2 separate regions of the Mus musculus genome follow, and region 1 is linked to region 2. A link is a contact called in public HiChIP or PLAC-seq data. All regions are on one chromosome and are shown on one strand. The core of a region is the stretch at or near the end of the contact, and the rest is flanking DNA. Distances in the headings are between cores, read along the strand shown.

Region 1 (6,448 bases), core at 484-2,983, 320 kb after region 2:
AGAATAGTCATGGGAAATTCTCTTGTGCCATTACACTCTATGTCATCCAAAGAAAGTTATAAAATGGCTATTGGGGACATAGCTTAGGCATTGGTGGTAAGGATTGTGTGATTTTTCTAGAATGTATACTCTAATGTAGACTACAGAAACAAGAAGCTGGTTCATACTGTCAGATTAGCCACCAAGTCTAGTAGAAATTCTAGCTTATAATGAGGAGAATCTGGAGGGCACAGAATGAGACATGAGTGAAAACTGAGACTTCAAGAGAACCTCCGGTATGGTAAGGGCAGTTCTTCCATCCCAGCATTCTGAAAGAGTGCACCCACATACTTTATATTTAAATGCTGTCCACTGTCTTTTCATGACTAAGAATAGTAATTCCTCAAAATTTTAGAAAATTGTCACACTTTCTCTCAGTGTCAGAGTGCACCCATTGCCAATGGCTAAAATAAGAATCTGAAAGCCTGGTCACTCATGCAATATATTTAAACCTCTCTGAAACATTAGCCCAGGGTTAGAGCCCAATTGGGTATGGGTGAGCATGCAAAGTAGCCCAATCTCTTCTGTTGCTCAGGCTTGAGTCCCTCCTCTCTGGAAATACTCATATTCGGATCTCCCCCAGAACATGTTTTTCATGCTAATTTCTCTGTCCCAGAATTTTTTCAGCAGTGAAGCAAATCTTACCAACTTTTAAGATCAGTCCCTGGCTATTCTAATTTGATGTGAGTCCATTGCAGATGCTTATGGTGGAACAAACTCTGGAAGGTTACATCTTCTAGAGGCTTGGCAGTTTCTTCATAGGCAATCACTTTCAATACAAATTTGCTAAGTACATCAAGCATGTCTGGAATTCCAGCAGGAAGATACCAAGTTCAAAGTCAACATTTGATATATAAACATATTCCATTTTCAAAGGAAAATAAAACAAACAAATCAAGAGGGAAGAAAAAAAAAGATCCAAGGGATAAACAATGAATGACGTTCAAATGAATATATTCTACGCATTGTTAGGTACATGTTGTAAAATAATGTGACTAATACTTTTACGAAAATGCACTGTGAGAAATACACCTAATTATTATAGCATGTAGAAAAGAACGAAGTAGAACTATTAGAACATAAAATGCAGCAGAAGACTGGATGTAACAAAAGAGGGGACAGATGATGTAGGTTAGGGCATAGCAAAAATGATCAGGACATTAATGCAAACAGCTAAAAATGTGGAAAATGCTACAAAGTATAAACATGATGAGAAGCTCTGGTGTATGTGATGTTGGAGGGACAGAAAAGAATAGGTCAGAACCAGCATTTAAAGAGATGATGGCCAAGAATTTTCCATAACTGGGGAAAGAAATTCATTTGTAGATTTAAGAAGCTTAAAGAGATGCTCAGGTCTTTAGAGCACTTGCTGTACTTTTCAGCAGAGTACAGTTCACAACTGGTGTCTCAGAGCCCCTTTGACTGTAGGGCTAGGAGATCTGATGCCCTCTTCTGGCTTCTGTGGGTAGCTGCATGCATATGTGCACACACACACACACACACACACACACACACACACACACACACACACACAGAGAGAGAGAGAGAGAGAGAGAGAGAGAGAGAGAGAGAGAGAGAGAGAGAGAGAATTTAAAAATAAAATATATGTTTTGAAAACGGAAACATTGTAAGACTCTAGCCAGGGAAGTGAAGCAGTGCCACCATCAGAGAAGCTTCCTCCTTCAGAAAATAGGAACAAAGACTGAGGCCTACAAACAGACAGCATGCAGAGAGTGAGAGACCTTGGAACACTCGATCCTAAAAAAGATGTCTATATCAAAGTAGGAACCGGGAACCCCATGGAAGAAGAAGCAGAAAGACTATAGGAGCCAGAGAGGAGAGGAAACCAAGAAACAAGACCTTCTACATAAACTGTGCACAGCTCTTGTGAACTCACAGAGATGGAGGCAGCATGCACAGGGCCTACACAGATAGTCACCAGGTCCTCTGCATATATACTATAGTTTCCAGTTTACTGTTTTTATGACATTTCTGAGTGTGCAAATGAGTGAGTCTCTGATTCTTGTGCCTTTTGGGGGATCTTTTCCTTCTGTTTGTTTGTCCAATTCAAATATGTTAGTTTTTCTTTTATCTTATTAGATTTTAATTTTTTATTATTTAGGGGGAGAGGAAAATACTGTGAGATTCATCAAAATAAATGTAAAAGAAAATCTTATGACTGAATAGTATATAAAATGCTGAAAGAAGCAGAGAAATATCCTGTAATATGATATAAAAATTTCTTGCATGTCTCATTGTAGAAGACTATTTTACATGATTCACTTACATGACACACTTTCATTAGCAAATGTAATATGGGACAAAATATATTTTGGCTTAGGTTCTTTGCTAAAGATTGAGGAAGTCTTATTATAAATAATCTTCTCACATCTTAATTTCTTGGCTGGCTTCTTTTCCAGTAGAGTTTTTAATTTTATGATTTGAAAAAAATTGGTGCTATAAGTAGGAAAATGTTATTACTTGTGTTTGAAGTATTGATGTAACATCGACCTACTTTTTAAAACCTGTAATGGTGGAACTTTTAAAGGTCTTAACCACTGTGAGATTTATTTCCTTAAAACTAGACTTTAGCTTTCACAAATCACTCTAATTTGATTCAATAAAACTCTGTATGTTTTAGTAACCAGAAAAGGTGGAGCCATGATGCTGTATTCCTCTTCTCTTTTGACCATCCACATCTCTTCAGATACAACATGTTTTCTTTTGTTTCTGTGTTTTAAAACGATGCTATGATTCTTGTTTGGTGTGTGTGTGTGTGTGTGTGTGTGTGTGTGTGTATGTGTGTGTGTGTTTCTGTACATTGCATACCTGGAAGCCAGAGAACAACTTTCAGGACTAGGCTCTCCTACGTAGACCCTGAAGGCTAAACAAACACCTTAGCCTCCAAGTCATCTTGGACATCTTCATATTTTCTTCCAAAGACTTCTTTCTGTTCAAAGTGTGATATGAACTGTAGTTCACAATAGCCTGCTTAATACTTTGTGAAAGAAGAGGTCAGAGGCTCCTGACATAGAGTAATGGTATGAATATGGGTATATGCTCTTAGTATGCACTGCCACTATGCTATTACACTGTAGCTCATAAGCATAAGTGTTGTGTTAACACATTTAAAAACATGTTAAGGGAAGCAGAAATGTAAAAGCTTCTATTTGTTCATGAAACATTGTATACTTATATTAAAATATCTCACTGTATCTCACAAACCTTGGCAATTAAAAAAGCAGTAGCAGTAATAATAAAAACTACCTGGTTATTTTTAAATAAAATGAATATGATGTGAGCATCAACAGAAACTTTATTAGAATATAAAATCTTAGTGCTATCTCAATAACACTGATTAATAATTTTTATTTTAACAAGAACACAAGATGGCTCATATGTACATTAAATGTTAAGATGCAACATTCTAAATAACACACCGTCATCTGGCATGAGGACTTAGTGAGGATGCTATAACATTAAAACTTGCAAAGCTTACTTTTATATATTACCAGATATAAATGAATGTTGCATATTAGTCAGGTTTCTATTACTGTAACAAAGTTCTTGAGGTAATCAACTTAAAAAGATGAAACCATGGATTTATGGTTTCAGTTCATGGTTGCTTGGTTCTGTATGTCATGGGGGAAGCCTGAGGGCTGCCTCATCTCACTGTGGCAAGGAAACAAAGAGGGAGACGAAAGCTCTACAGTCCTAGACTTCTCTTCAAGGGCATGCCTTTTGTGACTAAGTTCCCTCCACCTGGGTCCTGCTTCTCAGAGGTTTTACTGCCTCCCATTGGCACCATAAGCTGGCAGACTAGCCTTTGGGAGATGCTCATAATTCAAACAACTGCATTAGGTGGGGCATTTTAGATGTGGCAGTGGTTGCTATGAATATAACTGTTTCTCAGCCTCCTTGCAGATATTTGTAACTATACATTTCAGTTCTGGCTAGGAGAACTGAACAGAAGAGATGGAGGTTGTGCAAAGCATGATGGGAAGTATCTGATTTTGTGGTGATGACGAAGGCACCTTATTAGCCTTGGAGAGATACATGACATGGGACTTTGAGCCATTGCTAATTTGGGCCTCTGCCATAACAGACACACCTATAGGCCATTTAGTATAGTTTCATATTGGGAAACATAATTATTTATATATTGTAATTGGGATTGCTTATAGGAAGCAAGACTATGGTTTCTTCATTATGAGCCAATTGCTACCCAGGAAGCTGTCATTTCTTTTCTAGATCCTAAGTGAATGTTTTTAGTAGGTATATTACCTGTCAATAAGGCTCCATTCTGTGGTCATGGCCTAGTACTTTGGTAGACATAACTTGTAGAGAAGAGGTTGGGAAGGCTAAGGAGATGGCTCAGTGGATTAAGTGCTTGCTGAAGAAGCATGAGGACTGAGGTTTGGATAAGCACGACTCACAATAAAAGCCAGACTTGATGCGCATGCCTCTAATCACAGTGCTAGGAAGGGGAACTAGAGGTGGGAGGATCCTTAGGGTTTGATGGTCAACAAGTCTAGCCAATCAACAAGCTCAGTGTGAGACTTGTCTCAAAGTAATTGATTATTAAATTATTAATTATTTACAATTTAATTATGAATTAATTAATGTTGGTGCACAGTAGACCAAAGTACCCAAAGTTAATCTCTGGTCTCCACACATTGATGCATAGGTAAGCATAAACATGCACACACACACACACACACACACACACACACACACACAATTACCACTATCACTAGCACATTTTTTTGAGAAAGTTTCTATCCAGTGACTGGCTTAAGTTGGGATCCATCCTATAGACAGGCACCTAACTCTGACACCTATTAATGATGCTATGTTGTGCTTATAGACAGGAGCCTAGCATGGCTCTACTCTGAGAAGCTCTATAAGCAGCAGCCTGAGGCAGATGTGCATACTTAATGCCAACCAGTGGACTGAGGTTGGAGACCCTTATGGAACAGTTCGAGGAGGGATTGAAGGAGCTGAAGGGAAAGGCAACATCATAGGAAGAACAACAGGTTCAACTAACCCAGACCCTTCAGAGCTCCAAGGGACAAAGCCACCAACCAATGAACATACATGGGCTGGTTTGTGGCCCCTGGCAGATATGTAGCAGAGGACTGCCTTGTCTGGTCTCAGTGGGAGGGAAAGGGGATGCTAGGAAGGGTGGGTAGATGGGAGCACCCTCTCAGAAGCAAAGGGGAAGAGAGATGGGGTGAAGAACTCTGGGAGGAGGGATTGGGAAGGAGGGCAATATTTGGAATGTAAAGAAATAAAATAATTTAATAATAATAAAAAAGATGATCAAAGATTAGCAAGGCTACTGTTTTCATGTGTTCAAGAGTTGTCATGGAGAAGAGAGGATACATATGAGCTACTTCAAACCAGTGTACTTTATGGACTGCAACCTAGGTCTGGTGCTGAGAGTGGGAGAACAAAAAGATGTTTATCCTCCATGTAGTGAGAGACAGAGGGTTTAAGAAAGGACCCTGATATAGCTATCTCTTGTGAGGCTATGCCAGTGCCTGGCAAATACAAAAGTGGATGCTCACAGTCATCTATAGGATGGAACACAGGGACCCCAATGGAGGAGCTAGAGAAAGTACCCAAGGAGCTGAAGGGAGCTGCAACCCTATAGGTGGAACAACAATATGAACTAACCAGTACCCCCAGAGCTCATGTCTCTAGCTGCATTTTTAGCAGAAGATGACCTAGTCGGCCATCATTGAGAAGAGAGGCCCCTTGGTCTAGAAAACTTTATATGCTCCAGTACAGGGGAATGCCAGGGGCAAGAAGTGGGAGTAGGTGGGTAGGGGAGCAAGGTGTGTGCGTGGGGGGGGGAGTATAGGGAACTTTTGGGATAGCATTTGAAACGTAAACGAAAATATCTAATTTAGAAAAAAGAAAGCTTTCGATGTGGTCTGATTTCACACTACAATACAAAGATGCAAAACAATTTCCAGGATGCTGAAGGGGCGAGTGACCCACTGGGGATGGGGTAATGGATTTTAGGACTTAACAGAACTTTTCCAGGTTAAAGGTGACTAAAGAATTTCCAGCTGAAACAAATACACAGGTGTCAAGGTCATGAAAAACAGGTTGTGAAGGGCAGAGCGGAGGTAGAAATGGTTAGAGATTTAGATAGCTTCCAAAGTGTTAAGTTCTATGGTAACACGTTTAAAGTATTTGTGTTCCTGAGTGGATGCTTTAGCTGGTTTCAGCCCTTCCCATATCTGACTATGGAATTATGACTAAAAACAATGCACAGGGGTCAGAACTGCTTTCAGGGAGTGTGTTCATCACACAGAGACTCGCTTGCCCTTTGTTTAGGACAGAGTCAAGGGGGACAACTGCTCTTCAGGGCATGTATTACATGTTTTGACTATTTCCA
Region 2 (6,370 bases), core at 1,631-4,130:
TGCTTCTTACTCTAACCCCAAGGAATCCAGCACCCTCTTCTGACCACTTCAGGTCCCTGCACACATGTGGCATATATACAAACACACACAGGTAAATAAAAATCAAGCCTTTGAAAAATGCAAAACTTGATAGAAATAAATATCAAATATAGGCTGAACTGGCTAGTTTTGTGTCAACTTGACACAGCTGGAGTTATCACAGAGAAAGGAGCTTCAGTTGAGGAAATGCCTCCATGAGATCCAACTGTAAGGCATTTTCTCAATTAGTGATCAAGGGGGAAAGGCCCCTTGTGGGTCGGACCATCTCTGGGCTGGTAGTCTTGGATTCTATAAGAGAGCAGGCTGAGCAAGCCAGGGGAAGCAAGCCAGTAAAGAACATCCCTCCATGGCCTCTGCATCAGCTCCTGCTTCCTGACCTGCTTGTGTTCCAGTCCTGACTTTCTTGGTGATGAACAGTATGGAAGTGTAAGCTGAATAAACCCTTTCCTCCCCAATTTGCTTTTTGGTCATGATGTTTGTGCAGGAATAGAAACCTTGTCTAACAAAAGGATGGACCATCTAGAGACTGCCACACCCAGGGATCCATCCCATAATCAGCCTCCAAACGCTGACACCATTGCATACGCCTGCAAGATTTTGCTGAAAGGACCCTGATATAGCTGTCTTTTGTGAGGCTATCATGGTACCTGGCAAATACAGAAATGGATGCTCACAGTCAGCTATTGGGTGGAACACAGGGCCCCCAATGGTGGAGCTAGAGAAAGTACCCAAGGAGCTAAAGGGGTCTGCACACTATAGATGGAACAATAATATGAACTAACCAATACCCCTGGAGCTCGTGTCTCTAGTTGCATATGTAGCAGATGGCCTAGTCGGCCATCACTGGGAAGAGAGGCCCCTTGGTCTTGCAAACTTTATCTGCCTCAGTACAGGGGAACGCCAGGGCCAAGAAGTGGGAGTGGGTGGGTAGGGGAGTGGGTGGGGGAGGGTATGGGGGACTTTTGGGATAGCATTTGAAATGTAAATGAAGAAAATACCTAATTAAAAAAAAGAAACCCTGTCTAAGACATAGGCTATTAGGAAATACCAATCTATAAAAAAAAAAGTGTATAAGACTATTTACAACAGCACTACTCTTATTAGCTAGAGTAAAGCAACCCAGGAGGCAAAGAGACAAAATGTGACATTAGGCATACGTGGAATACTACTGTGCCATCAAAGGAACAAAGGTGATGCATATTACAACATGGCTAAACCTTGCAAATTTGCTACACAACAAAAATACTGTTCACTGCATTATTCCAGACAGAGCATGCAACATGGCTAAACCTTGCAAATTTGCTACACAACAAAAATACTGTTCACTGCATTATTCCAGACGGAGACATCCAGCATGGGGAAATCCAAAGACAGAAAGTGCACTCGTGGTTGTCAGAGGCTGAGAGGGAGAATGGGGAGTGGCCGCTTTATGCTCACACAATGGGCCATTTCAAAATGGTGAGTCTTACAGTATGTGGATTATATGTCAAAAGTTTAAACTATTATTTTAAAATAGTGGCAGGGGAGTAGAGATGGCTGGCTCATGTAATTCTGGATGGCCTCATTATATAGACTAGGCTGGCCTCAAACTCACAGAGATCCACCTGTCTCTGCCTCCCAAGTGCTGGGATTATAGGCCACACCCAGGCTGATTTCTTTTCTGTTGTCTGGCTGTGCCACAGCTCATCCACCCACTTGTTTACTAAAGGACACCCTAGATGCTCATGAGTTTTGATAATTATGAATAAAAGCTATTAGAAATATCCACATAGCTTTTTTACGTTTTGCCTACCAAGAAGTATAGTTTGCTAGAATTATGTGTCTGTCTGTATCTGTCTGTCTGTTCATCCATCTGTCTGTTCATCTATGTATCTATGTATCTATGTATCTATGTATCTATGTATCTATCTATCTATCTGTCTGTCTGTCTGTCTGTCTGTCTGTCTGTCTGTCTGTCTGTTCATCTATCTATCTATCTATCTATCTATCTATCTATCTATCTATCTATCTATCTATCTATCTGTCTGTCTGTTTATCTATCTATCTATCTATCTATCTATCTATCTATCTATCTATCTATCTATCTATCTATCTGTTTTTTTGAGACAAGGTTTCTCTTTGTATCCTTGGCTGTCCTGGAGCGCTCTCTGTAGATCAGGCTGGCCTCAAACTCAGAGATTTGCTTGTCCCTGCCTCCTGAGTGCTAGGATTAAAAGCATGGGCCATCACTGCCCGGCTGGTTGTTGGGTTTTGTACTAAAAGTATACTTAGTTTTGTAAGAAGCGGTTAAGCTGAGTTGTGGGTTTTCTAAGCCACCCTGCATTACTGGTAGCCGTGGCTTAGAGTTCTTGTTCCGCTTCTCTGGCAGCATTGGGTGTTGTGGCTTTCCAAGTCTTGGCCATACTGACAGGTGTGGTGTTCTGGCTTCTTGTTTTAACTTCCATGTTTCCACTGACACAATGTTGAGGCATATATTCATGGGCTTATTTACTACTTGTGTGTCTTTTGGTGGAACGTCTGTGAAGAGCATTGGCTCATCTTAAAATAGGGTTGTTTTCATATTGTTTAATCCTAGTCGTTCTTTATCTACTTTGAGCCTCGGTCCTTTTACTCAGTGTAGTACTTGGAAATATTCTCGCCGAAGTTTGTGGCTCTTACAGCCTCATGGTACAAGCTTGCCACAGGGATTTCTTCATTCTAGGAGTTTCTTTGTTGGTTATTTGGGGTTTTCTGCTTCACCATTCTGGCTATCTGTAAACAAGGATTTATGTCTTCCTGATCTATGTCCCTCTCATTTCCTTTTCTTACAATTTCTCATTTCCTAGTTAGCTAGGAGGGTTCCCAGGATGAAGCTAAAGAGGAGGGAACGTCCTCATTTTGCTTCCTGTTGGGGAACTTTCTGGTTTCTAACTATGGCATAAAGTGTTGTTATATTTTCTCAAATGGTGTAGGTTTTCTACTCACGGTTTACTGAAAAATTTCCTCTTTGTTTCGATTAGCAATTGTTTAGTACAGTTTCAGTTTCAATGTACCTGCGTTCTTACATCTCAGGTGTCACCACTGTGGATATGTAATAGCTGACTGTTTTTTTCCTTGACTACAAGTTTATTTATGACCTCTCAGTTCTTTTCTACCTCTGCATCCTCAGCAGTGTGCTGGCACCATGCTGCGTTGCTTACTGTGACCTTGTGATAAGTTTGGAAATCAGCAAGTGTGGGTCTTCCAACTTTATTTTTCAAAAATTGCACTGGACTTTCTAGATCTTTTGCATTTCCTTTTTTAAAAAAATTAATTTTATTTATATTCCAGTCATTGCCCCCCTTCCCAGTCCCCCCTCCCAGTTCACCTCATTCCCCCTCCCCCTTGCCTCAGAGAGGGTGTTCCCCCATCCCCTTTCCCTGGGGTCTCAAGTATTATGCACAGCTTCTCTCACTGAAGCCAGACCAGGCAGTCCTCTGCTATATATGTGCTGAGGGTCTCCTCCGTTCAGCCCGATCAGCCCGTGTATGCTGCCTGGTTGGTGGCTCTGGGATCACTTTGGGGGTCTGAGTTAGTTGAGATTGCCGGCCTTCCTATGGGGTCACCCTCTCCTTCATCTCCTTCAATCCTTCCTCTAATTCCTCCATAGGGGTCCCTGACTTTAGTCCAATGGCTGGTTGGATGTAAGTATCTGCATCTGTCTTAATCAGCTGCTGGTAGGGCCTCTCAGAGGACAACCATGCTAGGCTCCTGTCTGTGTCCCTGGTTACTACAGACCTCCTGGGAGACAGGCAGGCTGTGAGCATAACAGCTGAATTTTTCAAAGGAAAAAAATATGATTTACTACATCACGTTTGAAGTATTTGGTGTAAGCATCCTTTTGGTCTTATTCATTTTATGTGTAATTTTGAGACACTGCCTCAGTCATTCTTCTTATCACTGTGAGAGGACGCTCATCAGATACAGCTGGATGGTGGAGGGGAGGGGCTTATTTTGGCTCACAATTTAAAGGTACAGTCCTTCCTGGCTGGGAGTGTGTGGGGACATCTCAGAAGCTGGTGTGTGTCACTAGGACTCTGCATGTCTTAGCATCCCAGGAAGCAGAGGGGGATACTGACACTTGTCCAGATTCATTCCCTTTGCCTGCTTGGGATCCTGTGTTGCTGGCACCCATGTTCAGGGTGAAGCTTCCCTCCTTGGTTAACCGTTCCTAGAAAAGGCCTGATGGACACACCCAGAGGTGTGCCTTCTGGGTGAATCTGGTCAAGCTGACAATGAAGATTAATCATCACACAGGATCTCGTAGCATTGCCCAGGCTGGCCTCAAACTTGCAATCCTCCTGCCTCAGTTTCCTGCATACTGGGGTTCCAGTCTTATTCCACAGTGCCTGGTTAAAATGTACCATCTTTTAGTTTTCAATTGGTTTGCCTTTCCTGAGATCAGTCAGTCATCCCCCACCCCAGTTTTGTTTATTTTGGTAATTATCATTTTAGAGCCCTCTGAGAGCCATTTCTTTTAGTGGTCATCTGAGGTCAACAGTATCCCTGGTTGACTGAGGTTTGGCATGTGAGCATGGCACTGTTCCCTGGGCAACCAAAGCCCACGCTGCCCTTCACTCTGCCTATGAGACTGTTCTCGCCAGGGCACAGTTCTCTGTATTTGAGAGCACAGCAGGTATTATTCATTTAGATTTAACCGTGTTCTTTTTATTGCTTTTTATCACCTTTGAAAGTTACTGTTTTTATATTCCTATGCTTGTTTCTGTGTCTCTTTTTCCTCCTGGGACTAACCTTAGACCTTATCTTAGTGCAGAGCAGTGTTTAGCAGCATATTGAGAATTCCCTGGAATAGCCTTCTTTCAGTACAAATCTTACAGTGACATTTTCAGTATTTGCTGAACTGTCTCAACTTTTTTCTTGAAGATATTTTTGTTAAGTAAAGAATTCTTTGCTTTTATTTCATGTTTCTTTTCTTTGTTGTAGTTGTGCATATATATATATGTATATACATTTTATATATGTATATACATATATGTTATATATATTCATTATAATTATTATGTTACACTATATATTATATATATGAGAAATTGCATATATATGGAATTTGTTGCAATGACTTACGGGCTGCAGTCTAACAATGAGCAGCTGTGAATGGGAAGTCCAAGATTCTAGTAGTTGCTCAGTCCCACAAAGCTGGGTGTCTCAGCTGGTCATCTGTGTAAGCTGGAATCCTAAAGACGTAGGCTCCAATGCTAGTGAAGGAATGGATGTGCTGGCCAAGTGAGGGCAAGCAGGTGAAGAAGGAACAACCCCCTCCTTCTCCCGTTGTTTGTATCTAGGCCTCCAGCAGATTAAAGGCATGCCTCAGGATTTGGATTGAAGGCATGTGTCTATCCACATTAAAAGTATCATCCCACCTCAGGATCTGGAACCAAGGCCTGTGTCTTCCAGCCTCAAGATCCAGACCAAAAGCATGCTGTCTTTCTGCCTCAAGATCTGTTTCACAGGTGTTACCCCCCCCCCCCAATTTCTGGATTGTGGTTCATTCCAGATATAGTCAAGTTGACAACTGAGCTGGACATCACGCTTGATTCTAGTCTTGTATTTTTATGTGAACTGCTCTATTTCACCTGGGTTCCAGCCCTTCAGGAATTTTAGATGAAAACGTATGTGTGTGTGTGTGTGTGTGTGTGTGTGTGTGTGTGTGTGTGTGTGTGTATTGAAAGCCAGAACTCCACCAGTCATCGTCATTTACATCACCTACTCTGTGTGTATGTGTGAAAAGTTCTGCTAAGCTTTGCAGTTGAGTGGATTCTACTTAGGGTCTGGCAGGGGCTGCAATGGGAGCAACTCTCTGATCTCTTTAAACAGATGTACAAAACCCCCAACAGCTTTGTACAGAGCTGAGTGAGGAGGTTCGGTCAAGTTTAGGCTGCTTTCCCATAATCAGATAAACCAGGCTTCTCCGGCTTCCATGGATCTTTTTACTGTTATCTGAAAATCCAAAAAATATATAGCACTCACTCTGAGGGCCCCTTGACAGAGTCACAACATGAGCGCCTTTTCACAAGCCTTCTGTGGAGGGGCTTCTCAATTAAAGAAACAAGTTTCTTTGATGTTCAGAGCACCCACTGACTGTTGCAGGAAGCAAGTTGACAGAGTCTGTGGTGTGCTGGGGAAAGGAGGAAGACTGGCCTGGAAAATGGTACAGAATGCCTCTTTCCACTGGTTTGGTGAATCCAGGGCATCTATCATGAGAGCTGTAGAGGAAGAGGAAGCTGGCCCTCACTGAGGCCCAGAGGAGTGACTATATATCATAGCCAACTGCTAGTTCCCCCACAGGCCATGC

The links. HiChIP or PLAC-seq counts read pairs in DNA pulled down with a chosen protein or histone mark.
Region 1: a contact with region 2 is called in an H3K4me3 HiChIP or PLAC-seq map of bone marrow-derived macrophages, with 7 times the contacts expected there. The contact joins two enhancer-like sites. A contact is called at or near these places in 1 of 15 datasets of contacts at CTCF or cohesin (the NIH/3T3 cell line), 2 of 115 datasets of contacts at active chromatin or transcription factors (astrocytes and bone marrow-derived macrophages) and 2 of 9 other capture datasets (adipose tissue and macrophages).

Annotation. Positions count from the first base shown.
Region 1 is chr4:63,908,343-63,914,790 of GRCm38.p6, forward strand. No RefSeq gene overlaps it. Among named protein-coding and RNA genes, the nearest start is that of Tnfsf8, 50 kb to the left of the region's middle. Within about 2 kb of position 1,734, at least 6 of the 459 cell types and tissues checked have an H3K27ac peak or open chromatin away from gene starts, as enhancers often do. A contact at or near this core is called in bone marrow-derived macrophages, where this site is marked.
Region 2 is chr4:63,587,746-63,594,115 of GRCm38.p6, forward strand. No RefSeq gene overlaps it. Among named protein-coding and RNA genes, the nearest start is that of Gm11213, 9.8 kb to the right of the region's middle. Within about 2 kb of position 2,881, at least 44 of the 459 cell types and tissues checked have an H3K27ac peak or open chromatin away from gene starts, as enhancers often do. A contact at or near this core is called in bone marrow-derived macrophages, where this site is marked.